Linked DNA regions of Mus musculus: regions 2, 3, 4, 5, 6 and 7 are each linked to region 1. Evidence: chromatin contacts called from public Hi-C, HiChIP or PLAC-seq and promoter capture Hi-C data. All regions are on one chromosome and are shown on one strand. Each heading gives the region's core, a stretch centred on a gene start, on an enhancer-like site or on the middle of the called end of the contact. The rest is flanking DNA. Distances are from core to core; before and after follow the strand shown. Region 1 holds the start of Pfdn4 (prefoldin 4). Region 2 holds the start of Fam209 (family with sequence similarity 209). Region 3 has its middle 32 kb from the start of Mc3r. Region 4 holds the start of 1700017J07Rik (RIKEN cDNA 1700017J07 gene). Region 5 has its middle 10 kb from the start of Gm40008. Region 6 overlaps Cass4 (Cas scaffolding protein family member 4). Region 7 holds the start of Cass4 (Cas scaffolding protein family member 4).

Evidence for each region. Promoter capture Hi-C pulls out the DNA fragments that hold promoters and counts their contacts. A called contact is a pair of places that touch in the nucleus more often than the background predicts. HiChIP or PLAC-seq counts read pairs in DNA pulled down with a chosen protein or histone mark.
Region 2: a promoter capture Hi-C map of pre-B cells shows a contact between it and region 1. The contact joins the promoter of Fam209 here to the promoter of Pfdn4 in region 1. A contact is called at or near these places in 9 of 39 promoter capture datasets (the 3T3-L1 cell line, 3T3-L1-derived adipocytes, the C10 cell line and 5 more) and 1 of 115 datasets of contacts at active chromatin or transcription factors (embryonic forebrain).
Region 3: a contact with region 1 is called in a promoter capture Hi-C map of second pharyngeal arch cranial neural crest. The contact joins the enhancer-like site here to the promoter of Pfdn4 in region 1. A contact is called at or near these places in 10 of 39 promoter capture datasets (the 3T3-L1 cell line, 3T3-L1-derived adipocytes, the HPC-7 cell line and 6 more), 2 of 15 datasets of contacts at CTCF or cohesin (large pre-B cells and pro-B cells), 80 of 484 Hi-C or Micro-C datasets (the 3T3-L1 cell line, the AML12 cell line, B cells and 50 more), 16 of 115 datasets of contacts at active chromatin or transcription factors (the NIH/3T3 cell line, VIP interneurons, astrocytes and 13 more) and 1 of 9 other capture datasets (embryonic stem cells).
Region 4: a contact with region 1 is called in a Hi-C map of the G1E-ER4 cell line, with 3 times the contacts expected there. The contact joins the promoter of 1700017J07Rik here to the promoter of Pfdn4 in region 1. A contact is called at or near these places in 6 of 39 promoter capture datasets (the 3T3-L1 cell line, 3T3-L1-derived adipocytes, the C10 cell line and 2 more), 4 of 484 Hi-C or Micro-C datasets (the G1E-ER4 cell line, cortical neurons and macrophages) and 4 of 115 datasets of contacts at active chromatin or transcription factors (astrocytes, embryonic forebrain, large pre-B cells and 1 more).
Region 5: a contact with region 1 is called in an H3K27ac HiChIP or PLAC-seq map of embryonic stem cells, with 8 times the contacts expected there. The contact joins the enhancer-like site here to the promoter of Pfdn4 in region 1. A contact is called at or near these places in 7 of 39 promoter capture datasets (the 3T3-L1 cell line, cranial neural crest, embryonic stem cells and 4 more) and 4 of 115 datasets of contacts at active chromatin or transcription factors (astrocytes, embryonic forebrain, embryonic stem cells and 1 more).
Region 6: a contact with region 1 is called in an H3K27ac HiChIP or PLAC-seq map of large pre-B cells, with 8 times the contacts expected there. The contact joins the enhancer-like site here to the promoter of Pfdn4 in region 1. A contact is called at or near these places in 7 of 39 promoter capture datasets (the 3T3-L1 cell line, the HPC-7 cell line, HPC-7-derived erythroid cells and 4 more) and 4 of 115 datasets of contacts at active chromatin or transcription factors (astrocytes, embryonic stem cells and large pre-B cells).
Region 7: a promoter capture Hi-C map of pre-B cells shows a contact between it and region 1. The contact joins the promoter of Cass4 here to the promoter of Pfdn4 in region 1. A contact is called at or near these places in 7 of 39 promoter capture datasets (the 3T3-L1 cell line, the C10 cell line, cranial neural crest and 3 more) and 4 of 115 datasets of contacts at active chromatin or transcription factors (embryonic forebrain, embryonic stem cells and forebrain).

Annotation. Positions count from the first base shown.
Region 1 is chr2:170,509,151-170,513,053 of GRCm38.p6, reverse strand. Pfdn4 (prefoldin 4) reads right to left here and starts at 1,824. Exons shown (of 4, transcript NM_001110152.2): 1 at 1,585-1,824. The coding sequence starts at 1,608. Gm16796 (predicted gene, 16796) reads left to right here and starts at 1,127. Exons shown (of 3, transcript NR_040367.1): 1 at 1,127-2,215.
Region 2 is chr2:172,469,653-172,473,881 of GRCm38.p6, reverse strand. It overlaps Fam209 (family with sequence similarity 209), which reads right to left and starts at 1,328. Exons shown (of 2, transcript NM_029608.1): 1 at 1,041-1,328. The coding sequence starts at 1,289. It overlaps Rtf2 (replication termination factor 2), which reads right to left. Exons shown (of 9, transcript NM_025542.2): 9 at 3,983-4,229.
Region 3 is chr2:172,214,216-172,218,132 of GRCm38.p6, reverse strand. No RefSeq gene overlaps it. Among named protein-coding and RNA genes, the nearest start is that of Mc3r, 32 kb to the left of the region's middle. Within about 2 kb of position 2,147, at least 25 of the 459 cell types and tissues checked have an H3K27ac peak or open chromatin away from gene starts, as enhancers often do. A contact at or near this core is called in embryonic basal ganglia, second pharyngeal arch cranial neural crest, stem cell-derived motor neurons and 1 more, where this site is marked.
Region 4 is chr2:168,976,441-168,980,783 of GRCm38.p6, reverse strand. It overlaps 1700017J07Rik (RIKEN cDNA 1700017J07 gene), which reads right to left and starts at 2,515. Exons shown (of 2, transcript NR_040326.1): 1 at 2,224-2,515; 2 at 1,878-2,057. Gm33622 (a long non-coding RNA gene) reads right to left here and starts at 79. Exons shown (of 3, transcript XR_867024.3): 1 at 1-79.
Region 5 is chr2:172,302,943-172,306,764 of GRCm38.p6, reverse strand. No RefSeq gene overlaps it. Among named protein-coding and RNA genes, the nearest start is that of Gm40008, 10 kb to the right of the region's middle. Within about 2 kb of position 2,279, at least 9 of the 459 cell types and tissues checked have an H3K27ac peak or open chromatin away from gene starts, as enhancers often do. A contact at or near this core is called in embryonic stem cells, where this site is marked.
Region 6 is chr2:172,410,248-172,414,422 of GRCm38.p6, reverse strand. The region is part of intron 1 of Cass4 (Cas scaffolding protein family member 4); the gene reads right to left. Among named protein-coding and RNA genes, the nearest start is that of Cass4, 19 kb to the right of the region's middle. Within about 2 kb of position 1,667, at least 79 of the 459 cell types and tissues checked have an H3K27ac peak or open chromatin away from gene starts, as enhancers often do. A contact at or near this core is called in pre-B cells, where this site is marked.
Region 7 is chr2:172,390,943-172,395,015 of GRCm38.p6, reverse strand. Cass4 (Cas scaffolding protein family member 4) reads right to left here and starts at 1,372. Exons shown (of 7, transcript NM_001080820.3): 1 at 1,011-1,372. The coding sequence starts at 1,046.

The DNA.
Region 1 (3,903 bases), core at 575-3,074:
GAGAGGCAAAATGAACCTGTTCCTACCTGGCCAAATCACCGTGGCCCCGGACTGTACTCTGCTACCGTGTAATAATTTGTGGGTGACAGACCAGGGCGAGGGGCTCTTTCGAACTCTGAAGCCTCCCCAGGCTCAGCAGCCATTCCCTCTTAATGAACTGGGATGCTGAGCATCAACCTTCAGTGGTCAGAAGCACTGACTACACGGTGCCAACAGCGAGAACACAAAGGCATTCTACAGGGGCCTTACAAAGTAGAGTGAAAGCAACTGTCTTCAGCCAAGCGCCTCTCATCAGAGACAGACAGGCAAACGGACAGACAGACAAGGAGCCCGGGGTGGGGTGGGGGGGAGACACACACACTAACACACACACAGAGAAACAGAGAGACAGACAGACAAGGAGCCTGAGAGAGGCAGAGGCAGAGAGACAGACAGACAGGAGCCTGGAGTGCAAATGCTCTTTAAATCACAGCTTTTCTTCTGCGCTTCAGTTTCCTCTTCAGCTAAAAGTGAATAAATACAGAATCTCCCAAAAGGTTGACACAGCAGATCAAAATAATTAGCAAATGCTAAGAACTGTCCGAACACACTGTGAAGCCCCAATAGCTATCAGCTGTTTGCTTGTTTGTTCTTTTTTTTTTTTCCCCTCCTCTGCAATTCTTTCCCTGTATTAGATACACCTGCACTCCTGGAAACACGTTTAGGTTATAAAAACCCACATGGAAGTTTAACTTAAGTTGGTGGCTCAAATTTAGCTCAAGTTTCAAAATATTGGTTGAAAGGGTTGCATAGCCATGTCTACTGCCTGTCATGCATGAAGCCCTGGGTCCACCACACCAGCACACCAAAAGCCAGGGGTAGTGGCACACACCGGTGATTCCAGCACCTGGAAAGTGGAGGCAGGAGAGTCAGAAATTCAAAATCATCTCTGACTGCATAGGAAGCCGTGGACCAGTCTGGTGTGTACACACACACACACACACACACAAGTCCGTGTCTTTCAAAAGTGTGATAAGACATCACACCGAGCCCCATGAACAAGGATCGGACGTCGTTTTAAAAATGATAAAGAGCTCTAATTTGACCAAACAAAAATCACCAGACCCAGCATCTCACCAGATGAGTCACCAAAGGAATGGCTGGCTGGCTGGCTGGCTGTGAAGTGTGCGGGGCAGAGCGTGGGGACCCGTGTCCTTCCTAATGGCTGGGAAAAGCCCGGAGAGCCACCGCGCTCGCTCGGGCCGACTGCTCTCAACGTCAATTAGACACTCGGTGCACGGAGCGTGGACCGACCGGAGCGGTCCGGGGCGGAGCACAGAGGTGCGGTAGCAGACGACGCCCCGGGATGCGGTAGCAGACGGCCCGGGATGCGGAGCCCGACCCGGTGCCCGAGGAGATGCACGACCCTGAGCAGGTGAGGCGGTTGCCCTGACGGCGAGCGGAGCGGACAGAAGCACCCCTGTACCCAGCGCGGGCCCCGGCCCCGCGCATCCCTCACCTCCTCAGACCCCGGCCCCCAGCGCCCCGCGTCTCCTCACACGCCCCGGCCCACGGCTCCTCGGACCCCGGCCCCGCCGCACTCACCGCCTTCTTCATGGTGGCCGCCATCTTGGACTGAACCACGGGGCGCGGGGGAAAACCACTCGGGCGTGCGTCACCCCCCGAGGTCCCTCTCGAGCCCTGCTGAGCCAGACTCCCCCCTAACGCACAGCACTATCTCAACACTGCTGCTATCTGTGTCTCTGAACTATAAATTCCCAGGGCAAGGACTCAGGAAAAAAAACTATGCCCTGGAAACACTTGGTATCTTCCAATTAAAGGGACAGGCAGCTTCCCTCTCGGCCGGCATAAATACCAAAAGCGGCCAATAGTCGGGCCCGAGATCCCAGCCACGGCCAGCAGGGGGAGCGCTGGGTACCACCCAGCTGTGTGGAATGGGAAGCTTAAGAAATTCTTTTTCCATTTATTCAACAACCTAGAGAGAAGCTAAGGAGGGTAAGGGCGTGGCTTCGGCAAAGTATTTGGTAAATCATTTGGTCAAGTATTTGCACTCAAGCATGGGGACCTGAGTTCGATCTACAGCCCCTACCACATAAAAACCCAGTGCTGGCGAAGCTACAAGCTGAAGGCCACTCTTGAAGTTGATCTTAGCTTGTATGCCACTGATCACTGCAGGGGACACTAGGGGATCAGCCAGGAATAGATGAAGCCAAAGGTAGGTGACACCCAAAAAGATCCAGAGCAGTGGTTCTCAATCTTCCTAGTGCTGAGACCCTTTAATACAGTTAAATGTTGTAGTGCCCCCCCCAACCATAAAAAGTAGTTTTGTTGCTACTTCATTATGTAAATTTGCTACGGTGCTGGGTCATAATGTCAATAAATATCTATTTTCTGATAGTATTAGGCGGCTTCTGTAAAGGGCTCCCGATCTATAGGTTGAGAACCACTGACCTAGAGCGCTATAACAAACTTAAATGCTTAGATAATAGCTTACTGGACGGTTGCTTGGCTATTTATATTTAGAGACAGGGTCTTGCAATGTAATCCTAGCTGTCCTGGAACTAGCTGTGTAGACCAAGCTGGCCTGAAACTCACAGAGATCTTCCTGCCTCTGCTCTCCAAGCGCTAGGATCAGAGGCGTGCTCCATCATGTGCAACTGAAATGAATTCTTTTATGTGTTTAAAATTAAATTGGTTCAGAAATATGTCTTCCACTCGCTCAAATATGTTAGCCTGGGAAGACTGCCCACACAGGGCCCAGTGGGCACCGAGCTTCCTTAGTAACCAGGGCCATTGTTAACTTCGGTAGCCAAGACTTTGCTCTCAGAAAGTCGGAGGTCTGAGGGCAGAAGAGCTTAGAGTATTGGGGTATGGGCCATTGTCTCATTTACCAAGGGACAGGGAGGACCAGGTGTGAGCCGCAGGACAGTAAAAGCACGGCTGGGCGCTCTTGCATCTCTGCCAGTCCCTCCTATGGCTTCAAGCACAAGGGCATGCCAAGGAGGGGAAGAGGGGCAGATCTCGCCTGTCTGCTTATGACGCAGTGGGTCTCAACCTTCCTAATGTGACCCTTTAATACAGTTCCTCACGTTGTGGTGACTCCCAACCATTAAATTATTTCATTGCTACTTTACAACAGTAATTTTGCTATTGTTATACATTGTAACGTAAATGCCAGACATGCAGGATGTCTGATACTTGACCTGGGTGGGAGGGCCATTCGACTTTCCAAAAGGATCACGGCCCACAGGTTGAGAACCGCTGTTCTAATGTATAATGCATGTGCCCATTTGGTTACAATCTATCTCCTATCGTTACAATGCAATCCTGCTCATTGCTTGCATACCATCAAGCCCTCTGGATATAATGAACTTGGACTCCACAGAGTGAAGTCCTAACACCCTCCTGAGGAAGGTTTGCCGTTTGCACTCTGCTACTTAGCAGTTGCACATACAGAGTCAAATCTCTGGACCTGGAATTACTACGGTGGCACCACTTTTGAGGAACTCATTTGTATATACCGCAAACCCCAGTCCTGAACTCTGTAACCCTTAGACCAGACTCAGAAGGGAGAGCTAGTGTCTGGCTGCAGTGGTCATGGAGAATCTGTAGTTAGTGGCATGTTGACTGGACCGAAAAGACACCAGACACTGGGGATGCTGCATGTCAAACAGATAAAGTACCCCGTCCCCCAGCACCTTGCTGTCTACTGACAGGAGACAGACCACAAACAACCCGTTAAATAAGGATAGTGTGTCAGAGAGGGTGGTTAGTGTAAATGTGGCTGACTGTCCCAGCAAGGGAAACACATGCAGCTTTCGTCAGGAGAACGCCACCAGAGAGGCACGAAAAAGAAAGAGAAAACAAATTCCATTGGAAGTGAATGTTGTCCAGGCTTGTCCT
Region 2 (4,229 bases), core at 79-2,578, 2.0 Mb before region 1:
CAGCCAAGAGGGGACACAATAACAAACCTAGTCTGGATGTTGTTGGTTTTAACTGTGACCAAATTGGCCCGCGACTTGATTTCGTAAATAAAGTTTTATTGGCACACAGCCAAGCTCTGTTACTAGCTGGGCCTGTTCTCAGGCTCAAATGACAGAAAGGGAGGAAGGAGCTGCCACAGAGACTCTATGGCCTGTAGAGCTGAAAATGACTCCCACTTGAGCCTTTACAGGCAGCTTGGCCGCCTTTGCTCTAGCCAGAATATGTGTGTGGAGGTTGATAGATAGTGGTTGTCTTCCTCACCACTTCACCATATTTCCCGAGGCAAGCAAGGTCTCTCACTGAAGCTGGGACTCCAGAATTCTGCTAGACTGGCTGTCTAACAAGGTCCTCCTAAGCCTCCCTCCCCAGCTCTCCAGGGACAGGGGTATGCCAGCTCTCCAGGGACAGGGGCGCCACCAGGCCTGACTTTGATCTGGGTGCTATGGATAGAACTTAAGTCCCCAAGGCTGCATTTTTCTAACTGAGGCATCTCCCAGACCCTGGCCACAGTGTCTTGAAATGCTGGGTTTATCTTAGACTGAACCTCTGTCCCTCCAATCCCCGAAGAGCTCCAAGCCACTGTGGGGGACACCCGTAGTGACTCTTGAGTAGAGGCCTCAAACTTTACTCGAGATGAAACTTCCTTTGGCTCAGACATTTTCAGTGAGTCAAAAGCAAGGGAAATAAGAGCTCACCTCGCCTGGAGTGTGTGAGCCTGGCCCTGTGAGCAGGTCTGACACCACAGAACACACCGTGAGCTCCAGAGTCTACTCTCAAGTCGGGGAAAATAATCAAAGCTTACTTCACAGGAAAACCATGAGCTGTTTAGGAACCCATCTCAAACCATCTCATCCTCAGAGGAAGCAACTTCACCTAGCTATCATCATAGGGCTTTCTGGCCAAAGTTCAAGGTCAGACACTAGTGGTCCTACTTGTAGGAACCTAACCTGGGTTTCTGAGAGCGAATGAATGGTTGTGGTGTGACCAAGGACATCCTTACCTTATTCTCGCCATCTCCTCGAAACTTCAGCATCACATATATCATAATGGCAACAAAAAGCCAGAGCCATTTGTTCCCAAGCCAGCCTTGGGCATTCTCTGGAAGATTCTGTCTAATCCGGAAGTGTCCGCCGCAAGGCACCTTCCCTGGGCTTTCCTTGGTTTTCTCCCTCATCGAAGAAAACATGAAGGCACAGGCACAAGAGACGCACAGAGACAAGAACAGGCACCATCTCAGCAGCGTCCGCATGGTGAGCAGAGCTGGCCCAGGGAGCTACACATGGTGGGGCTGCCTGCCGTGGTGCCAGAGACACTGATGGGCTAGTGTTGGGGGCTCGTGATGTCACAGAGGGCCCTGAGCCAACAGCTCCAGTCATTGTGATGCCTTTAGCTTAAGAAGCCTGAGGCTCACTCACCGTGAGTAGCCTGCCTGGTAGGACTTCCAGGGACGAGAAGAGAGGATGCTGTTTCCTTGCTGGAATGCTCTGAGCTTGGCACCCTCTAAGGAGAGGCCATCGTCTGTTTCTGGTTTCACTTATTTGATCCAGACAGTGGTAAGATACAGGTACAAGGTGTCCCAACAGGGGTAGATCGAGAAACAAGGTTACCAGCCACAGGCCACTCACTGGGGCTCATGGATTTCTTTCCTTTGGCCTACACTACCATCTAAGGGTTGTGGGGACTGTCACCCAAGGAGCCGGGAAGATGGCTCAGTAGATAGTGTCTGAATGCAAGCATAGGGGCCTGAATTTAGTCCCCAGCACATGCATTAAAAAGCTAGTTGTGGTGGGCACTTGTAGTCACAGAGCTGGGGAGGCCGGGACAGCCTGAACGTGCACTTGCTGGCTACCCAGCCCAAGTACTTGTTGGGTTCTGGGCCAGTGAGACCATCTCAAAACACAAGATGCACAGTGTCTCAGGAATAATACTGAAGGTTGACTTCTGGTCTCCACATGCTCACATATGCACCTGTGCACACACAACATACACACCTACCACACAACACACACACACACGCACTACTCATGCAGCATTAAGGCCCACGCTTGTCCCTCGTAGCTCACTGCAGGGATCTTGAGAAATGACCTGAGAAATGACTTTCTGCTAACACTCACACTGCCTCCAAATGTGTTACACTCTGAGCTTAGCGTGGCTTCTACAGACTCCTGTGTCCAGGGGCCAGTGGGCAGCAGGGCGTTCCCCTAGGGCAGAGCATCGGTTTCTGTGGGCCTCCTACCAGATGCTGGCACAGGCCTCCTGCTGGATCAGAAACGAGCCCTGACATCTAGACAGCTACAGACGCTCACTAGAGAAGCAGGCGGCCCTGGTGCTTCTGGCTGTGGCCAGGGGTGCAGTGCAGTCTGTTTGGAGGGTCATCCTTGGCAGGCCCTGAGCAAGATCGTGAAAATTCCCATGGTGAAGGTATTGCTGGGCTAGGTATCCATGTCTGTAGGTACTGCTTTTGAAGTCAGATCTGGCATTCGGTAGCCATCCGCTGAGCCATCTCGCCAGCCTGATATCGAAGTTTTAAGGTTGAGAAATGTGAAAGTATTCTTTTTTTTTTTTTTTTTTTTTAAATCATCAAGGGGCTGGAGATGGCTCAGAGGTTAAGAGCACTGAATGTTCTTCCAGAGGTCCTGAGTTCGATTCCCAGCAAGCACATGGTGGCTTACAACCATCTGAAATGGGACCCGATGCCCTCTTCTGGTGTGTCTCAAGACAGCTACAGTGTACTCATATAAGTAAGTGCTAGGCGGTGGTGGCGCACACCTTTAATCCCAGCACTCGGGAGGCAGAGGCAGGTGGATCTCTGAGTTTGAGGCCAGCCTGGTCTACAAAGTGAGTTCTAGGACAGCCAGGGCTATACAGAGAAACCCTGTCTCAAAAAAACCAAAAAAAAAAAAAGAAAGAGAAGAAAAATAAATAAATCTTTAAAAAAATTAAACATTTAAAGGTTGTAATTAATAAAATATGGCTTACAAGGGCTAAGTTTGGGCTGGTGAGATGGCTCAGCGGGTAAGAGCACCCGACTGCTCTTCCGAAGGTCAGGAGTTCAAATCCCAGCAACCACATGGTGGCTCACAACCATCCGTAACGAGATCTGACTCCCTCTTCTGGAGTGTCTGAAGACAGCTACAGTGTACTTACATATAATAAATAAATAAATAAAAAAAAAAAAAAAAAAAAAAAAAACAAGGGCTAAGTTTTCTTTGTAAAAATAGGATAAGAGAAATGGTGGTGTGCTAATTCAATGACAGAGTAGCTTTGAGTTTTACACTGTTTTCATCCTCAATAAAGTTCTCTTTTGATTAAAAGAAAACTACCAAAATAAAGTAACCGTTATGAGAATTTAACAACATCAAAAAATACCTCTAAAGTAGTTTTCACTGTATTGAAAATAGCTCAGAGAAATAAAAGAGTTAATTAGCTTTGTTTTGGAAAATAAAAATTCTTTTTTTTTTAAAGACAGGGTCTATCGTATCCCAGGCTTGCCTAACACTTCTATGTAGCCAAGGATGGCTTTGAAGTTCTTTTTTTAAAAATCGGATTTATTTTATGTATATGGGTACACTGTCACTGTCTTCAGACACACCAGGAGAAGGTGCCCATTATAGATGGCTGTGAGGCACCACGTGGTTGCTGGGAATCAAACTCAGGACCTCTGAAGAACCACTGAGCCAACTCTCCAGCACGGGCCTTGAACTTCTGATCCATCTGCCTCCATCTCCCAAATGCTGGAGCGACGGGTGCCTGTCACATCTGGCTTATGTAATGTCGTGGAAGAACCCAGGGCTCTGTGCATGCTAGGTAGGCACAAGTGCCTACCCTCAGCTCTAATTCTAGCCTCTGGGAGGTTAGACAGGAAGATCTTGAGTTTGAGGCCAGCCATGCATATAGTGAGGCCATGTTTCAAAAGCAAAACCAACCCCCCCAAATATTTCTACAACCTTTATTTCAATTTTCTAAGTACAAAGGTCATGCGCCCAGGGTCCCTTGGACCATGCTCACTCCCACCCTGCTGCACACTCCTACCATGCTCCCAGCACTGTCCCAGAATAAATGCAAGTGTATTTGAGGCCAAGCCTCATCGCCTGCAAGCAGCAAACCAGAGGGCAGCAGGAACAGGGGCTTTTCTGGGGTTGTTTCCTGAGGTGAGGGTTTGCTATTTAACCTTGCCAGCTCTGACATC
Region 3 (3,917 bases), core at 898-3,397, 1.7 Mb before region 1:
GAAGGTTTCACGTTTCAGTCCAGACTGGAGCTAACTACATAGCCCAGGCTGGCAGCCAAATTTGGGTGCCCCTCCTGCCTCAGCCTCCGGAGTGTTGGAATAAGTCACTAGGAGTTTAAGGGCTTTTAATGGACATGCATGAGCAAAAGCAACAGGTCACCAATGTACATGTGAACGGGAGGGAGGGAGGGAGGGAGGGAGGGAGGGAGGGAGGGGGGAGGGAGGGGGAGAGAGAGGGGAGAGAGAGAGAGAGAGAGAGAGAGAGAGAGAGAGAGAGAGAGAATCAAAAGCACTTTTAAAGCCACATACTGTGTTCTAACTGGCCAGTCCAGCCACCAGAAAAGCCCGGGGACCCACTCCTGGGCTGAGTATGTAGGTACTGGCCTCCCGACATCAGAGCCTGTGTTGATTCAGGCCATTGCTGGTCTAGATGACATACAGGCATTGGCAATGTTCACTATTGCTCCTGATAGGCCCAGCACCAAGAGGGTTTCCACTTAAAACCATTACCTGCTCTCTTCAGGAACCCAGCTGATTGGTTAGTTTTAACTGTTGACGTGATATCACCTGGGAAGAGTCTCAGTAAGGAAGGATTAAGCTGGCCTGTGGGCATGTCTGGTGGGGAACTGTCTTGATTGCTAATTGATACGGGAAGCTCCAGCCCACTGTGGGCAGTGCCATTCCTTAGGCTGGTGGTATGGGAACAAAGAAAGCACACGAGCAGATATTGCACACGTCCAAGCTTCTGTGCATCTCCTGCTCCTGACTGTGCATGCGACACTTCCACTTTTCCATAATAATTGACCGTAGCCTGGAACTGAGAGGTGAGTCACTCCCCCCTCCCCCACCAAATGACCTTTTGTTACATTGACAGAAATGAGAGCAGGACACCGAATCAGGAAGGAGTATTGGCGGTGGGACCACAGTGCAGAGGATCCAGCCTTGAATATCCTATCCACGAAAGGATTATGCTGGGGCTGGCGGTGGGGCAGGTTACAAAGTGTTTCCAGGCTACACGGAATCACTGAAGGGCAGGATGGGCTCAGCCAGCTCTGGGCTTCTAGGTACCAGATGTCGATGTCAGTATGACAGCTGCCCCAGTTAGGCTTTGCATTGTTCATCAATTTGGCATCATCTGGAGTCATTTGGACCCAGGACCAATGAGAAAATGCCAGTAAGCAGCGCCCTCCATGGTCTCTACTTAAGCTGATGTTTTCAGGTTCCTGCCTTGGCGTCCCCGTACGATGAAATGTGAACGAAGTAAACCCTTTATTCCTCAAGTTGGTTTTGGTTAGTACTTTATTACAGAAACCTAACCCGGACACTATCCTAGCCTATCGTGGACTCTGACTGTTTCTTGTCTTGGTCTGGCTGAGCTAGGAAAGATAAAGTCTGATTGGCTGTGCTTGCTGTCACTCACCTGCCTCTTGCCGGGAGAGAAGGGCTGGGAAACTTGATTGACAGTCTCATACAGACTCCTCAATGACCCTCACACCTGGCCCAACCGCTTCTTCCTGGCTTTGGCAGCAGAATGTGTGCTCTTGTCCCCTTTACAGTGCCAGCTCCGCGACACCCCGGCAGTCAGCGATCGATCTTGGTCAGGTTCTGATCCATCAAGGTCTGGGTGAGAGGCTTGGTAAGATCAGCTGCGGTTGGTTGGGCCCTTTTGACAGTCTCTACCGGGTGTCTGTCTTCCTGTAGAGAAAGCCCTTGACTTTTGGAGAAGGAGCCGCAGTGACCTAATGCCTAGTATTTATTTCTTAACCCACCCCTGGACTATATAGGGAGTTGTAGTCCAGCCTGGATACATCGTGAGAGCCTGTCTCAACATAGCAACCAATGCAACACACAGGCACACACACATACACTCTCTCTCTCTCTCTCTCTCTCTCTCACACACACACACACACACACACACACACACACACACACACACACACACACACACACACACACACACACACACACACACACTCACTCACACTCATTCACACACACACTCACAGACACACACACACACTCACACTCATTCACATACACACACGTTTTTTGCTATTTTTTTTTGCAGCTAGCTATCCTCTACAATGTCCACTAGGTGGCACTGTTGCCCTGCTCAGAGACCGAGAACAAGCCTAATGAAAAAAACTGGTTAATTTCTCAAGTGGCCACCTGGCCTTCCTTTCAGGTTGCTGGCATAAAAGGACCAAGGGATGACGTCATCCCGCAAACGTGCCAATCTCTCTTATGCCTAAATATTTTTCTTGTTTGAATTAAATTAAGTCAGTGTGCCCCACTTTGGCTCCTTCAAGGACCCCGAAAAGTGCCTTTCATAAATATTACTTAAAAATAAAACCCTACAAACCCTAGATTTATTTATTTTGTGTTGTGTGTGCCAACACGCTCCGATGTACACGGGGAGGTCAGAGAACAACTTGTGAGAGTTTGTTCTCTCCTCCCCCCATGTGTGTCCCTGGCGTTGAACTCAGGTTGTCAGACTTGGTGGCAAGCCCTTTCCCACGGAGCCATTTCTCCAGCTCCTGTCTTTAATTTTGGGTCTTAGCATTGATGTGCATGGAGGAGAGCTCTTTAGCCTTTGGACAGTGAACTGTTTCCCCCAGTGCAAAGCCCATCCACACCAAACACGCACAGCTTGCTGGTAAGACTGTAGGTGACATGGTACCTGGTTTTGCTCTTTTTATTCATCTCACAGGGGTGTGGCTTTTAGTGTTTTAACAGTAATTGGTAAAAAACAAAAGTTACTAACTGGATCCCTGTGGATATGTGCAAGCATGTGTGTGTATGTGTGCACATATGTGTGTGTATATGCATATTTGTGTATGTATATATGTGTGTGTTTGTGTGTGTATATGTGTGTATGTATATGTGTGTATACGTATGTCTTCTATGTATGTGTGTATGCATGTACATGTGTATGTATGTGTGTATGTGTATACATACATGTATGTATGCGTGTATGCATGTGTATGTATATGTGTGTATGCATGTGTGTATGCATATGTGTGTATGTGTGTATGCGTGTGTGTATATGTGTGTGTATGTGTGTATGCATATGTGTATGTATATGTGTGTATGTGTATGCATGTGTGTATGCATATGTGTATGCATATGTGTGTATGTATATGTGTGTATGTGTACGCATATGTGTGTATGCATATGTGTGTATGTGTGTATGCGTGTGTGTATATGTGTGTGTATGTGTGTATGCATATGTACATGTGTGTATGCATATGCATATGCGTGTATATATGTATACTTGTGTGTATGCATGTATGTATGTATGTGTATGCATATGGGTATGTGTGTATGCATGTGTGTATATATGTGTGTATGCCTATGTGTGTATGTATGCGTATATGCATATGTGTACATGTATACTTGTGTGTATGTATGCATATGTGTGTGTATGCATATGTGTGTATATGCATGTGTGTGTGTGTGTGTGTGATTGTATGTGTGCATGCTCGAATGCTCGTGGAGGTCAGAGGTTGACATCAAGTGTCTTCCTCTGCCACTCTCCACCATATTCACTGAAGCAGGTCTTTCCCTTGATCCCAGCTCTGATAATCCAGCCAGCTTGCCCTGGGGGTCCCCATCTCTGCTACTTGTGTTTTGGATGGCAGTTGGGCCGCCTCTGCAGCTTAGTGTTTATGTAGGCGCTTGGGATCCAGACTCCAATGCCAGTAAACGGAATGTGACCAGCTCTTCCCTAGTCCTTCTGAGTCCTGCTTTCTCTCTGCAGACAAGCCTAACCTGTTTTTGTTATCCTAAAGTCCTGGAGATTGAACCTAGGACCTTGCACAGTGAGCCATACCCCTGCCATTTGTCACATCTCTCTATGCACACCCAAGTTGGCCCATAATGTTTAAGAGGTGGGCACAGCTACAATTACTTTGCAC
Region 4 (4,343 bases), core at 1,266-3,765, 1.5 Mb after region 1:
CGTCATCATTTGCTAATATTCCAATATTATGTTAATTTTTTAAAATGTAAAAACCCAGGGCTGGAAAGGTAGTTTGGCAGTTCAGACCACTTGCTGCACTTCCATAAGACCTGTTTGGTTCTCTACATCGAGGGGAGGCTGTTCACAACCGCCCATAATGCTAACTCCATGAGATCCAACGCCCTCTGCGTGTGTGTCTGTGTGTGTGTGTGTGTGTGTGTGTGTGTGTGTGTGTGTACGCTAATATGTTTTATTCGGTTCATAGCCCCAGGAAATGGGGTGTTTGGTTTGCAGTCATTCTGGCAGATTCGCCATTATTCTGACACAGACGTTTATATCCTTGACTCTGAACAGGAGGCACAACGAGCATCCGATAACGTGCGGTAGGATCTTAGAATAACTAAGACGTATTTGTTATTTTGCTTTTTTGTAACTTTATGGCCTTGATCTAAAAGAATCAATGAGTTATTTTAAAGGTGGCTTAGGACACGGGTTAAAAAAGATCACAGCAAAGACAAAAATTAAAAATTGAAAAATTAAACCAGGACAAGGACACAATTAGTGCATGTGGTACAAAACTGGACAAGGGTGGCCTTGTTATTGTTACTACTTCGAGGTTTTCGTTTGTTTTTCCGAAACAAGGTTTCTCTGTGTAGCCCTGGCTGTCCTGGAACTCACTCTGTAGACCAAGCTGGCCTCAAACTCAGAAATCCGCCTGAGTTTAATCTGCCTCCCAAATTCTGGGATTAAAGGCATGAGCCACCATTGCCCGGCTTTTTTTTTTTTTTTTTTTTTTTTTTTTTTAAGGAGTGTGCGCGCGCACATGTGTGTGAGCGTGCGCGTGCTGGTGCAGTTACCGACAGAGGCCAGAAGAGGGCAGTGGATTCCTTCCGCTGGAGCTGAAGTTACAGGGCGCAGTGTGCTGTCTGTCACAGGAACTGAGACCCAAGCTCAGACCCTCAGAAAGAACAGTCCACCCTCTTCATCAGTGAGCCATCTCTCCAACCCCCAATTCTTTATTTTTATTTTTTTTTCTTTATTTTTAATTTGAAATGTTTGTGTTGGGGCTGGAGAAATGGTTCCGCAGTTAAGAGCACTGGTTGTCCCTGCAGAAGACCCAGATTCAATTCCCAGAACCCACGCGGCAGCTCACAGCCATCCATAACTTCAGTTCCAGGGAACTTGAAGCCCTCTTCTGGCCTCTGAAGGCATTAGTGTAGTGGACAGCCCCTTGCAGGCAAAATTCCCATACACATAAAAAGAAGTAAATTCATTTAAATGTTTGTGCCGGGATGCTTTAGGAAACCTCTCAAACCTTTTTTCCTTTTGAGACTCATGTAGCCCAGGCTACCCTCTAGCTCTCTGTGTAGCTGGAGATGACTTTGAACTCCTGATCCCCCTATCTCTACACCTCAGGTACTTGGATTAGAGGCCTGTGACATCACACCAGGCTTATGTGATACTGGAAAACTGAACTCAGGGACTCTACTAACTGAGCTACATCTGCAACTCTTGCTTCGAACCTGCACTTTTCCTACTTTGTTTATGGTGTGCATCAGTATTTTTAAACTACTCACCCGAACCAAAGAAATGGCTCAGCTGGTAAACATGCCTGCTGCTCAAACCTGGTGACCTGGTTCAAATCCCGGATTCCACAGTGGACGAAAAGAACTGATTCCCGAAACTTGTCACCACCTGCCTTCCACATCCCTGTTTTCACACACATGGGATTGCATGCACACATAACAGTAGTAGTTAACAATAATAAAATTACCCCCGTTCTATAGTGAGACACTGACTTTATAAGTAACCAAGATTTCTTACACATAGATATGAGCATATCAAATTATAATAGTAACAAGCTATAGAGAACCATCTGGAGGGAACGGCTAATATGTTTTATTCGGGTTGTAGCACCAAGAAATGGGGTGTTTGGCTTGCACTCATTCTGGCAGATTCACCATTATTCTGACACAGACCTTTATATCCTTGGCTCTGAACTGGAAGCGCATCGAGCATCCGACGAGGGCAGTAGGATCTCATGGTAACTAAAGCATCTGTAGATGAATTTGAGCATTGTTTGCTGAGTAGCATGGTAAATTCGTGGAATGTACAACACACACCATGTGCATACATCATACATGTATATTTAAAACTTAGAAAATAGATAAGGAAAAGCAGCAGATAACTTAGCCACAGTTGCAGCCCCCAGAACCTACGAACCTGAATTGCTTACTGAGGTGTGAGGTCTCCCGAGGACGTGAGGTCTATGGCTAACTGTACCATGGGGTTGAAATCAGAACTTGTAGTGAATGCGTGGCTTTTAGAAGTCACTCACAGGCCGGCTACCAAACTGCTGACAGTGCCTGAGTGTTCAGCCCTGAATGTGACCTCAGCTCCACCAGGCTTCCCTCTCCAAGGTTTAGACAGCACAGCAGCAAAGCAATGGAAAGAACGTCCTTGGAGCCGGAGGTAGAGTAAGACTGCTAAATGCTGCCTCAGGACTGCATGTGCCCTAGGGAACTCAGTTACCATGGTTTCTGTCACAAGACCTAAATAGCATTCCAGAACCGGAAGGAAGGGGCTCACGGGGCTCCGCCTCCCGCTGAGGGGTTGGCGTTGGTGGGCGCTAAGAAAGCTTGAGATGGATTTCTTCAGGGTGTGGCCAGTGCCAGGGTGAGCATGCCTAGTGAATGGCCCCATACCCAATCATGCGCTTACAGCCAGCACTGACTAGACTCAGTTGTTGGGAACAAAATAAAGAATGGGGCCCTGGGGAAGAAGGGAAGGAAAAATATGCCCAATGCCCCGGCAGAGTTTCCCTATTCTCTGGTCAGTCAGGTGTGAGAGGGCTGCTACCTACCCTATCCACTCATCCCTGGGTGGGCATTCCTCTATCTCACTCTTGAAGGGGTGGCCAAGGGGCAGCCCTGCCTGGGGACACCCCCCCCCCCAGCTAATTTGCTAAAGCCACCAGGGTTGTGGAAGAGAGGGAATGGGGGAAGAAGTTCCCAACACTGACCAGAGGGCGCAGAGGAACTTGAAGGGCAGAGACACTCCATGGTTTAAGAGCTTAATTATAGAAATGCAGGGGAAAGAGAGAAGGGGAGAGACAGAGACAGAGAGAGAGAGAGGCTCAGAGAGAAAGAGAAAGGAGAGAAGAGAGGACAAAGAGAAGGGAAGAGGAGAGAGAAGTGAGAGGTAGAGGACAAAGGAGTAAGAGAGCGAGGTGGGGGCTGAGCACCCCTTTTTATGGTCTTCACTGTTGCTAGGTAACTGGGGAGGAGTTTAGCCTGAAGGTCAGAAGCTTGGGACATTGCTTACATGACTACTGACCATGCTTCTCTTGTGGGGGCTGTGGGAGGTGGTACCTTAGGCAGTGCCTGGAGTTCCAAGAACATGAGGGAACGCCTACCGTGTCATGTAGGTAAATTATGACCATCGGGTTCAAACCTCAGCTCGACTGGAGACCAGCCTGCAATTCCCCACACTGAGTCACAAAGGAGGAGGGCAAGAAAGGGAGGGAGGGAGGGAGGGAGGGAGGGAGGGAGGGAGGGAGGGAGGGAAGGAGGGAGGGAAGGAAGTTAGAGGGGGTGGGATGAATATGATTAAAATATACTATATACATATATGAAAAGTTCAAAAAATGAATAAAGATGGGTTTTTTTATGTTCAGCCTTGGGGCTTTAGAAGTGGCTCAGCAGTTAAGAGCACTTGTCACTCTTTCAGAGGACCCAGGTTCAGTTCCCAGCATCCACGGGGAGTTCAGAACTTCCTGTAACTCCAGTTCTAAGGGATGGATGTTCTCTTCTGGTCTCCCAGAGTACTGCGTGCACATGGTATGCACATGCATGCACATAAGCAAATCATACACATAAATAAATCTAAAACTAAATAAATAGCCTTGGAGCTGCAGAGATCACTTGGTAAATGCTCGCCACGGAAGGACAAGGTCTGAGCCTGAGCCTCAAGACCTATGTATGTAAAGAACAAAGTGCAGTGACCAGGGCTAATAATGTCATCACTGGGGAGGTGGGGACAGGAGGATCTCCAAGGCTTGCTGGCTGACCAGCTTAATGGATCAGTGAACGCTGTCTAGGAAGAAACTCTGTCTCAAAAACCAAGATGGGACACTATCAAAAGAACCCCTGAGGTTGACCTCTGGCCAGTACACACACACACACACACACACACACACATGCAAACACACACACACACACATGCAAACACACACACACGCACACACACACACACACACACACACGCAAACACACACACACACACACGCAGAGACACACATACACCTATGTGGAAATAAATAATAAAGGTTCAGCCCTGACTGA
Region 5 (3,822 bases), core at 1,030-3,529, 1.8 Mb before region 1:
GACAGTGCTACGGCAGGGTCTCAGAGGACTGAATGGCAGCGTGTAGGAGGGTCCCTTCCTATGGGTTTCAGAGGAAGTTGGGGAGGTCTCTGCCGTGTGGTTGATTAGTAGTCCATGGTATGAGCTTACAGTCAGGCTGTCTCTGAATCAGCTATGAGGATTGATAGGGTAAGAATATAGAAAGACAAATTATTATAGCTCTGGAGACCAAATTACTGTAGTTTGGGGTGTTATCACAGTACAACCAATGGTTACAGGATGGTGTTGCCCTGGGTAACACTGTTGTAGTGTGGGGAGCCGCCCTCACATTCGCCGTTGCAAGATGGCGCTGACATCCTGTGTTCTAAGTGGTAAACAAATAATCTGCGCATGTGCCAAGGGTAGTTTTCCACTACATGTGCTCTGCCTTCCCCGTGACGACAACTCGGCCAATGGGCTGCAGCCAATCAGGGAGTAATACGTCCTAGGCGGAGAATAATTCTCCTTAAAAAGGGACAGGGTTTCGCCATTCTCTCTCTTGCTCTGGCTCTTGTGCTCTTGCGCTCTGGCTCCTAAAGATGTAAGCAATAGAGCTCTTGCTCTCTTGCACTCTTGCTCCTGAAGATGTAAACAATAAAGTTTTGCCGCAGAAGATTCTGGTTTGCTGCGTTCTTCCTGGCCGGTCGTGAATGCGTGTAAGATTGTAGTAAATCTCCAACCCCAATAAGCCCATGCAAAAGACACACAACTCAGTTATAATATTTATAAGCTGTACGCCTCGATTGGGCAGATTTACCACTACACTAATCTATTCCCCAGCTATGAGAGCCCTTGCTACTTGTGCCTTCTCCAGGCCATGTGTTTCTGCTCCATCTTCCTCCTCTTCTTCCTCTGTCATTCCCTACCCTTCCTCCACTCTCTAAAACCTCCAGCCCCACCTTTCCCTTCCACTGCCCAATCACAGGCTCTAGCCTTTATCTGACCAGTTAGAATGGGGAGAAGGTTCACAGGAAATCGCCTGAGTATGCGTCGGGGTGGGGCAGCCCCTCTTGAGGAAGCAGAATTAACATCAGTATAGCAATAGCACCAGGGCAACCCACAGAATAACACTAGTCATTCTTTAGCATTCATGTGCACCACAGACTGTTGTGTGTGCGTGTGCGTGTGCGTGCGTGTGTGTGTGTGTGTGTGTGTGTGTGTGTGTATTCACAAACATATATGCATCTATCCTTAGAGCAGCTGAGTGACAAAAGCCTCAATTTTAGCCCAGGTCTGCCGTTGTGACACCCTGGCTCTCTCTGGGTGCCTGTTGTCTTCTGTGTGGCCTGTGTCCATCTGTCTGTCGTTCTGTGGTTTTTCTGCTTGTCCAGTTGGAGCCATGGGGGATTGTACTTGGGCTCTGTCAGAGGATGACAGCGATAGCTCCTTGTCCCAGGAGACAGCTTCTGTCAACTGTCCTCTCCCCCAGTTTCCATTTCCCCGCAGGTCCTTGCTGGCCTGAGCCACTTGCCGGTTCCTCGCCGCTCTCCTTAGCCAAGCCCACACTCTGCAGCTGATCCTTCTTCAGCCCTCGCCAGTCAGCTCTCTTGAGTGTTTGCATGTCTCGCAGCTGCATTCTCAGTGAAGCACTGGGGCCAAAATCACCAGGGTTCAGAAAATTCTGATCAGGGAGAGCAGAGGCTCAACAATCTAAACTTAAACTAGAACCAGAAAATGGTTGTGTTCTCCTGGGAGATTTTTGAAATTAACTTAATAAAATACTCTTTAATAAGGAGGCTAACATTTAGATTCTTTATTTCTTCTTTTGAATGTGTGTGCACCTGCATGCATGTGTGTGCACCTGTATGTATAGGCATATGCACATGTGTACATAGTTGCATATGTGTGCATGTGTGTGTACCTTTGTCTGTGTGGCGGTGTGGGGGGAAGGCTGGAGATTGATAGCAAGTGTCTTCCCCTACCACTCTCTACCTTGTTTTGAGCTTGGGTTTTTCACTGAATCTGAACTCATCAGTTGGCTAGACTGTCTGCCAAGGAGCCCGGAGCGCTAGCTGTCTCTGCCTCAGAGCTCTGGGGTTAGGGTCACATGCAGCTTTTTATGTGAAAGATGGATATCCCAGCTTACGTGCTCGAGCTTGTGTGCCAGCACTTTACCCACGAATCACCCCCTTGCTCCATCCTTGTCTTAGAATAATTGTACAAACCACAAGAAAGAGGAGGATAGGGTAACGTCACCAGTCCCATGCTTGAGGGGGCGTGGCATACAACTGATCATGCAGGGTTAGCCCCCTTTCTGTGGGTTCCAGCTCAAGCTCAGCCACCACAGTTTGAACATAATTGGAGACGAATTTGCATGTGTATTGAATAGGTACAAAGTATTTTCTTTTCTTGGTTCCCAAACACTGCAGGGTGACAACTATTTACATAGCATTTACATATTAGGCATTGTTCTTAGCCCAGAGATAGCTTGAAGCTTGTAGGAGGGTATGCATAGGTTATATGCAAATATTTTGCCATGAACCATTTTGTATAAAAATCTTATTCATCCAGTGGTTTTTTTTTTTTTTTGAACACATGACTTTTAAAGCAGATTTTTTTTTTTCTCTCCCTGTCTGCGTATGTGTAGGTCAGAGGACAACTTGTGGGAGTCGGATCTTTCCTACTGTGTAGGTTCTGGGGAGAAAACCAGATCATGAGGAAGTGTCTGTGCCCACAGAGCCATCTCCCTGCCCCTGTGTGTCTTGCGAGACAGAGTTCAGGCAATCTTTGAGCCTACTGTGTGTGTGAAGATGTCGTGAACTCCTGACCCACCAGCCTGTGCTTTCAAAGTGACAGGATGGCAGACATGTGCCACTGTGCCTAGCTCACTTTGGATTTTGGTATCTACAGGGGTCCTGGGACTAACCCTCCAGGGTGTCACAATTGAAAACAAAGCTAAAACAAAGCTTTTGCCATTCAGCTATTCTGAGGAGTAGATGCATATGTGTTTGTGAATGTATACACACATACATACACACACATACACACACATACATATACACACATACATACACACACACATACATACATACACACACATACATACACACATACACAATACATAAATACATACATACACATACAAACATACATACATACATACACATACAAACAAACATACATAAATACATAGATATACACAATATAGTTTGTGGTACACACAAATTTTTTTGTTAATAAAAAATTTCAAGGGCTGGGCAGTGGTGGTGCACGCCTTTAATCCCAGCACTCGAGAGGCAGAGGCAGGCAGATTTCTGAGTTCGAGGCCAGCCTGGTCTACAGAGTGAGTTCCAGGACAGCCAGGGCTACACAGAGAAACCCTGTCTCGAAAAAACCAAAATAATAATAATAATAATAATAATAATAATACAAAATAAAAAAATAAAACATTTCAAAATGTTCAATTCATTCTATTTGTGTGGTTGGCCCACGTCTTAGGGCTACTACTGTTGTGCTGAAACATCGTAAGTAACCAAAGCGACTTGCAGAGGGAAGGGTTTATTTGGCTTATACAAGTGTCACAGGTCATTGAGGGGAACCAAGGCAAGAATTCCAACAGGGAAGAAACCTAGAGGCAGGAGCTGATGCAGAGACCATGGAGGGGTGCTGCTGACTGGCTTGCTCCTCATGGCTTGCTCAGTCTGTTTTATTATAGAACCCAGAACCATCAACCCAGAGATGTCCCCACCCATAGTGGGCCAGGCCCTCTCCCATCATTTACTAGTTAAGAAAATGCCCTATAGGCTTGCCTGCAGCCTGACTTTCTGGAAGCATTTTCTCAACTGAGGTTTCCTCCTCTCCAAT
Region 6 (4,175 bases), core at 418-2,917, 1.9 Mb before region 1:
CAGCTCCAAACTTTGTCTCTGTAACTCCTTCTATGGGTGTTTTGTTCCCTCTTAACCTATTCTTGGAAATACTTAGACTGTCCAAACTGCCCTGTGAGTGGGTGGGTGGCTTCTATTCATCTTGGGAAGTGGGTCACCTCCCTGCCCACCCTACCTGTCTGGAAGAGTTTATTGGTCCAGACAGGTGATGAGTCCTGCAGAGTCACAGCATGGCTGCAGAGATTTCCCCTGGCCCCCATGGTGAACCACAAACACAGGGACTTTCCTATTGAGAACTGGCACTCCTGCAGCTCCGACTACCCTTTCCATATGTTAACACATCTTCCTCCAGATGGTCAGCAAACATTTACCTAATGCTGCTGTCACGTGGCACTGACCCTGCCCCCTCCCCGCCCCCAACCATCCTTCAGTGCCTAGGCACTCTTGGGGTCCAGAAGCTTCCAGGCCCTCTGTGGTTTTCTATCTCCCATACTTCCCCACCAGCCTTCCATGGTCTCTCTGGCTGAGGATTTCGGTCCTGCCCACGCTCTCCCCTCCACCCCCAAACACACCAGCAGCTTTTCACCCATTGAAATTCCACGCTTCTAGACTCTTCATGAATGCCACTTCCTGAGAAAAAGTGTTCTTTGATGCCACCCTGCAAACCAAACTGGTTCTTCTAGCCTGTTTAGGATCTTCCCATGTCTGTCTCTAACTCACAGAGGACAACCATCCCTCTGACTGTCTCCCACGAGAGCAGGGTTCACACCCTCCTCCCTCTCAGCTGTGTCCCCCGGGGCCCACATTAGCCCTTGGTTGGTTTCATGATGGACAGGGCAGAGCCACACGCTGCTGGGGCTGTTGAGTCTCTAGGAGATAAAAAGTCAGAGCAGGAACACCTAGTTCTGTCTAGAGTGGGAGACAGGCAGTTTCCTGTGACACTGTGGTGGCCCTTTAAGCACAATGTAGAAGGAATGCTCACAGAGCTGGAACCAGATAAATGCTGGAATTGCCCTGGAATGTGGTGTCATTGTTTCACATGGAGGCCTGCAGAAACCAGCTGGGTTGATGTGCTAAAGGGCAGGGTTACAGACTCTTGTTGCGTGTTGACTAAAGGCTCAGACTTGGTAAAGCAACGGGATCCTTTCTAGAGGTTTTGTTTGGCTTTCAAACTTTGCTTCTCTGCCGTCTAGGCTGACCTTAAACTTCTGATCCTCCTGTCTCCACAGAGTTCAGGGACAGTGTGTGAGCCACTACACCTGGCAACTTGTTCTATTTCTGTAGGAGAGTCACAATTTTACCTTGTTGAAAGCTACTTATTAGTAATTCTATTTATTACTTAGGGGTCTGAGGCAGAAGGATTACTGTTAGTTTGAAGCCACCATGGGACACATTGTACGTCCTAGAAGTGGGCTCTGAGGTGAGAAATCCTGTCTCAAAAATAAGAGAGAGGGAGAGAGAGAGGGAGACAGAGAGAGAGGGAGATGGAGAGGGGGAGGGGAGGGGGAGGGAGACAGAGAGGGGGAGGGGGAGAGGGAGAAGGAGAGGGGGAGGGAAGAGAAAATTGCAACTTAACTATTTATTTTGGGAAAATGAAAAGCAAACGCTGGCTTTCACCCTTCACCACTCTTGTGAAATCTACTCAAAGTGCTTTTGAAGGGAGGCTTGCCACTGAAGCGTGCAGCATCTATCTGGTTCCCCGTGAGTGTCACACTGTCCCAGCAGCTGTGGCTTCTTCTGGGGAGGAGGGGCATTTCCAGAGAGCAATGGATCTTTAGGATCATCCAAGCCAGGAAACATCTGCCCCTCAGGGCACCCACAGCTGCGCTGGATCACCAGCAGCTGCCTCATTCCTGAGATACGGTTGGTTGGTTTCCTCCGACTGCCTGCCTGCCTGCCGCCTGGCCACGTCTTGAAAAGCAAAAGTAACCTCTAAGTGTGTCACAGAACGAGTCCCTTCTGTATAGTAGTTCTTTATAAATAGCACAGAGTGCCTTTGGAACATTAAACAGGCAATTATTATGATTCCCCAATTAATAAAACAACTAATTAAGTGTCTAATTAATAATTAACCAATTAATAGCCAAGTGATTAATCAAAGTATGAATTAATTAGATAATTAATTAATTAATTGAAGTACTGGGGATGGAACCTAGGGCTTCACGTCTGCTGGGTAGGCAACAAAAATTCCCCTAGTGTAGGTCACCAAGTTTTAATAAGAGAGACAATTCCGGTTTGTTACACAAGAAGAAGGAATCAGGCAAGGTGGCCCGGTTCCTGTAATGGATTCAAGCTTTAGGAGGTGGAAGCTGGGAGTTCAAGGTCATCCTGGCCTATAGAAAACCTGGTCTCAAAAGGTCAAACCAAACCAAACACTGCAACAGCAACAGCAACAGCAGAAGAGGAGCGAACCCCACGTGGTAATTCTCGGAACAGAGTGAATTATATGGGATGAGACTTGGTTTTTAAGTTGAGTGCTCAGACATTTTACATCACGAACTCCCAGAATATTTCAGATGTGGGCTGTCTTATCTTCATTTTACAGGTAAGAAAATAGAGGATCAGCGAGGTCTAATAACCTGTTCAAAGTCCCTCGGGCTCTTGGGGTTGCTCCCCATCTATCTTTGACTCACATATCCCTTCTTGGTCTCCAGCAAGAATAATATAAGACTTGTGTGTGTGTGTGTGTGTGTGTGTGTGTGTGTGTGTGTGTGTGTGTGTGTCACACACACATCTAAGTCTGTCTAAAAACTGGAATTGCTCACAACTGCATTAGGATACCAGCTAAGCCCCCCGGTGGCTTTGAGGCCCCACGGTCCACCCTCAGGCCTGCTGATCCTGCCCTCATTAATGGTCTTCCAGCCATATTGTTGATTGACATTTCCATAATGCTTCCAGCCCGGGGCTCATCCCTTGCCATTCCACGTACCCAGAACATTCTTTCACCAGATCTCTTCCTGACTAGCTTCCAGTTCAAGGGTCACCTCTTCCAAGGCCACCTCCCTCTATGCAGAGTTGGACTCCCATATAAAGGCCCTATGGGAGGACATAGCGAGGCGAGTCATAGCCAGTGTGTCACGTAGGGAGGGGAGCCAGCACAGCAGCCCCCCATGGTGACAGCAGGCAGTGAGTCATCACTGTGCACCCAGGCTCCTGGCACCACTGTGCTCAGGGCTTTGAAAATAACACATGGAAGCAGTTGACCGCCGCAGCTATGCAACCTGACAGCTGTCCAGCGGTCGTCAAGGATGGCTCGCAAACTATTTTTTAATAGCGTGTTAATTTGGAAACGTTGGCATGGATACTTTAGGGATGATGCAGGACACACGACTGTCTCTGCTTCTTGTGGGTGGGCACACGGGCAGCTAGAGTTCACACATAAAAGGAGAGGTGTTCTTATTTTAAAACTTAGAAACATTTTGTTTTGTGTGCATAGGTGTATGTGCACTTGTGTGTGTGTGTGTGTGTGTATGTGTGTGTGTGTGTGCTTGCATATGAACCACAGCATGCATGTGGAGGTCAGAGGACAACTTGCTGGCGTCAGTTCTTTCTACAATATGGTCTCCAGATAGAACTCAAGCCAACAGGATGCAGCAGGTTTTTCCTTACTGCCCTTTAGCCAGAGTCTTCCCACTGGCCCCAGGGGGTTCTTCTTCATTCTTGCTTTTATGAAAAAAAAAATTAAACAGCTGTCCTGTGCATTCCATCCATCCTGTAGGTTGAGCTATGTGGGTTTTGGGTTTTGTTTTAGATAATCCTTAGTTTATTCTTTACTTATCTTTATTTTTATGTTATTTCGTATATGTGGCTATTTTACTTGCATGCATAGCTGTGCACCATGTATATGCGTGGTATCTGAGGAAACCAGGAAAGGACCTCGTATTTCCTTAAACTGGAGTTACAGACAGCTGTGAGCCACCATGTGGGTGCTTGGAATTAAACCCTGGTCCTCTGGGAGACCAACCAGTGCTCTTAACCTCTGAGTCATCTCTACAGGTCCTATGGTTTGGACAGGATCTCGTATAGGTACACTGGTCTACATTCCCTAAATAGCTGAACTTCTAGTGCTCCTGTCTCTAACCCCTACATTCTGGGGCTACAGATGTGTGTCACCACAGCTAACGTGGGAGAAGTGTCTGGTCTCCTGCCCACTGCTCACCTTTCAGTCCCTCCCTCCGACTTCCCTGCTCACACAT
Region 7 (4,073 bases), core at 123-2,622, 1.9 Mb before region 1:
CATTTAATTCCGGCAAGCAGCCTCCCATTTAGCAACTGTTTCATGGCTCTTTTGTATCTACCATTCTATCACATTTTGAAAGAATAGGAGGGGACAGAAAAGCAACGACTGTGAGCTTCACTTTCCTTGTGATCTCTCCTCCTTCTCCCCAAGCCCCCGCATACAGTATGGGTGTGTGAAACCCAAAAGTTGATGTCACAATGTCCTTCTCCATCACCCACCCACTTTATTTGTGTGTGTGTGTGTGTGTGTGTGTGTGTGTGTGTGTGTGTGTGTGTGTGGAGTTGGAGTTGCTTGTCTTAGGGATGCTGGCCAGAGAACTACAGGGACCTTGCTGTCACCTCCTTGCCGTCTCTGGGGTTACAGGTACACGCTTTCATGCCTGTTTTTTTTGTTTGTTTTTGTTTTTTGTTTTTTGTTTTTTTATGTGGGTACTGGGTACTGAATTCAGGTCCTTATGCCTGTATTGCAAGTACCATCGTCACATCTCAGGCTCCAGTGCCCTTCTTGGGTTAGCAGTGTGCCATGCTATACATATGCTATAGGACCGTCTCTTGGTTCCTGGCCCAGACTTGCAGTTTGTACCAGAGTTCCAGTCCCCAGCGCCCAAAGGAACACGAAGGCAGTTCATGGGTGTCCTTATTGGAGTTAGCAAGAGTAGAGCCAAGGTCTAAGCTCTCTCTATTCAAGAGAAGTGAGTGCCCCAAGCCAGTCAGAATCCTTGAGAGCCACACTAAGCACCTTCAGGATGCAGAGAAAGAGAGAATGTTTAAGAAGTTTGCTGAGTGGTGAAGAGACACACAGTGGGGGCTTGGGCTGTCTGCCTCCTGCCGATTTCACCCCATCATTTCCAGTCATCTTGAAACCAACAACTGGTAAAGAGCAAAGCTTTCTCATTCCAAACCTGCCTGCCACTAATAACCTACCCTTCGTGTTCATTAGAGACCCAAAGATAAAAACAGTTGAGTCAACTGTTGCTCTCATGCACTCAGCCCCAATCAGTCACTCACCTTGGGCGCACCCTCTCTGATGCTGGTGCCTCTCATGGCTGTGATGTGAGCAGGGTCCTCGGAGTTCTGCCGCTGATATATCTGGTTCCAGGGACCAATGATGCAATATCACTGCATGCTGCTGGCTGGTTCCCAGGAGCTGGATTCTATGGAACTGTTTGCCAACACATGGAAACAGTCGAGATGATTCTTTCAAGTAAAGAGAGTCAAATGAAAGGAACGGGGGAGGCGGGGCCAGAGCTTCAGGCCACACCCACGCCTCCATGCCTGCTGTCCCACTTCATGGTAAGTGGAGGCTGACACTCCTTTGCTGTGTGAAACCACAAAAGAAGAAGAAGGAGAAAAAAAAAAAAAAAAAAAAACCCACCCTTCTGCTTTACAAGGTGAAGTTCCTACTTTGAGCAGCCCAGCGTAGGATCACACCGCATTCTTGTCCCTTGAAGACTAATGGAACAATTCCCACCCAGCGAGGCAACACATTTCCATGATGAAGCAAAGCTGCTGGACTTCCGCTGAGGGTCAGCATGTCTTCCTTCCTGTCCCCTGCGGTGTGACAGCTGGGGTAACAGGAGTAAACTGCCCTGCTCTGAACCCCACGTTTTCTACACCTTCACTCCAATTCTCCGTGGTTATATTTTAGCGGGCGCTGCTGAGAGCACCAGATACTGCCCCACACTTGGCTCTTTGTGTCAAGCGAGTGCTCTGAACTCATGAAGTGGAGTCCTCACGACTTCCCAAGTTTAAAGTTTCCCTCAACTCAGACCCAATATCCAGAGAGGAGCCACGGAGTACAAAAAAAAAAAAACCAAAAAACAAACAAAACCAAAACCAAAAACAAACAAACAAACAAACAACCCCAAAAAAACCAAACAAACAAATAAGAAAACAAAACAAAAACCCAAAACTAGCTTAGGCTTCATTTCATTTCAGCATAAGGGTCCCCTCTTCTAAGCAGCTCCTCCCAGCTCCCCTGGGATTCGATCTGTAGACCAGGCTGGCCTTAAACTCACCAAGACCCACCTATTTTTGCCTCCCAGGTGTGAGATTTAAAAAGCATGCCATAGCCAGACCACGGTGGCACTCTCCTTTGATACCAGCACTCCCAGAAAGCAGAGGCTGGCTAATCTCAGTGAGTTTAATGATAGCCTGACTTACAAAGTAAGTTTGGGGCCAGCCCCGAACTCAAAGTGGAAAAAAAAAGTAAATTTAAAAAAATTGAACCAGTGAGATGGTTCAGTGGGTGAAGCTGTCAGCTGCTAAGCTGAAAACTTGTTGGAGTTATTGGAATTACACGGTGGGAGAAGAGGACTCCTGCAAGCTGTCTTTCTGACCTCTGCATGCATACTGCCACTCGTGTGCATACTTCCCTCCCCAGATAAAATAAATGCAATCAAAACAAGCAAACAGATAGAATGCTGTCTCTATTTTAAATGGTCTTTAAGGAACCAGTGATCAGCAATCTGCAGGCGACAGTAGCGAAAGGGGGTGACAATGACTAGACAGGATGAACAGGCTCTAGACAAATGTAGAACCGGGCATGCTCCCACCCCCACATCTACAGTGCTGAGACAGGAGAACAGCTGCGACTTTAAGGCTGTTCTGGGCCACCTCAGAGTTCTAGGCCAGTCTGGACTACGGTGTGAATCTGTCTTAGCAAATAGAAGTAGCTGTCAGCCACATGCTCCCTGCCAAAGTCCACAGGGAAGAAGTAGTAATTTCCAGAAGGCTTTTCACAAGAGAGACACATTCTGAAAAGGGTGGGGTGCGTCAGATCAGAGGCAGTGCGAGCTCCATTTTAGGAAACGCTGTAGCTGCAGAGAGGAGTTGTGAATCATAAGAGCTTCAGCCCACTGCTCTGCACAGGGACAGATCAGAAGGCGTGCTCTCGCTCACCGAGCCAGGCATCCCTGGTAGCAGGCCACTCTCCATCAGTCATCCAGTTTTTAAAAAAACGTGTGTGGTGTTTTGCCCATATGTCTGTAAATGTGCAGGCAATGTCCACAGATGCCTGACGAAGGCGTCAGAGTCTCTGGAACTGCAGTTACAGACGGTGTTGAGCATCTTTTCAGCTGCTATGCCACTGACCTTAAGTCCAGATATTTACTGAAGTGATCCCCTCATGCCTGCTTCCTTCCTTCTTTCCTCCTTCCTTCCTTCTTTCTTCCCTTTCTTTATTTCTTATTTCTTGTTTTTGTTTTTTTTTTTTTCTTTCTTTGAGACAGAGTTTCTGTGTGTAATATTACTGGCTGACCTGAAACTCACTTTGTAGACCAGGTTAGACTCACTTGCAGAGATCCTCCTGCCTCTGCCTCCGGAGTGCTGGAACTAAAGGTGTGCACCACCACTCCCAGCAGCCCTTCCTTTGTTTTGAAATAGAGTCTCATGTAGCCCAGGCTGGCCTCACATTTTCTATGTAGCTAAGGATGGCCTTGAACTTCTGATCCTTCGGCCTTCACCTCCCAAGTGTTGAGATTATAGGCACCATACCCATGTATGTGGTGCTGGGTGTCAAACCAAGGACCTGGAGCATGGCAAGCAAGCACTCTGCCAACTGACCTATAGCCCAAGCACTCTGCCAACTGACCTATAGCCCAAGCCTCTGCCAACTGACCTATAGCCCAAGCCTCTGCCAACTGACCCATAGCCCAAGCACTCTGCCAACTGACCTATAGCCCAAGCACTCTGCCAACTGACCTATAGCCCAAGCCTCTGCCAATGTTGATGCTTTAAATAAGGCAGAACTCAACAAAAAAGCATTTGTTACTTATACTAATTTCTAAAGGCAAAAATGGATGTGGGGATCTGAGAAAATTCCTGAGAGTGAATAACATCCCTAACAAACACATATCCAGAAAACTACCAAAACCCAAGGTCCATGCCCAAATGCCATCACTTATTAGGGAAACAGGAGGAAGAGATCAGAGGTGAGTGTTTGGTCAGATGTCATCCGAGTGAATGCAAGAGTGACCGGGCACACATCTTCATGGTCATGCACGGCCTCCACAGAACTCACCTGAAGTTGCTTCCTTAAACCCGTTCTGCATGTGAGCCTGTAAGCCACCG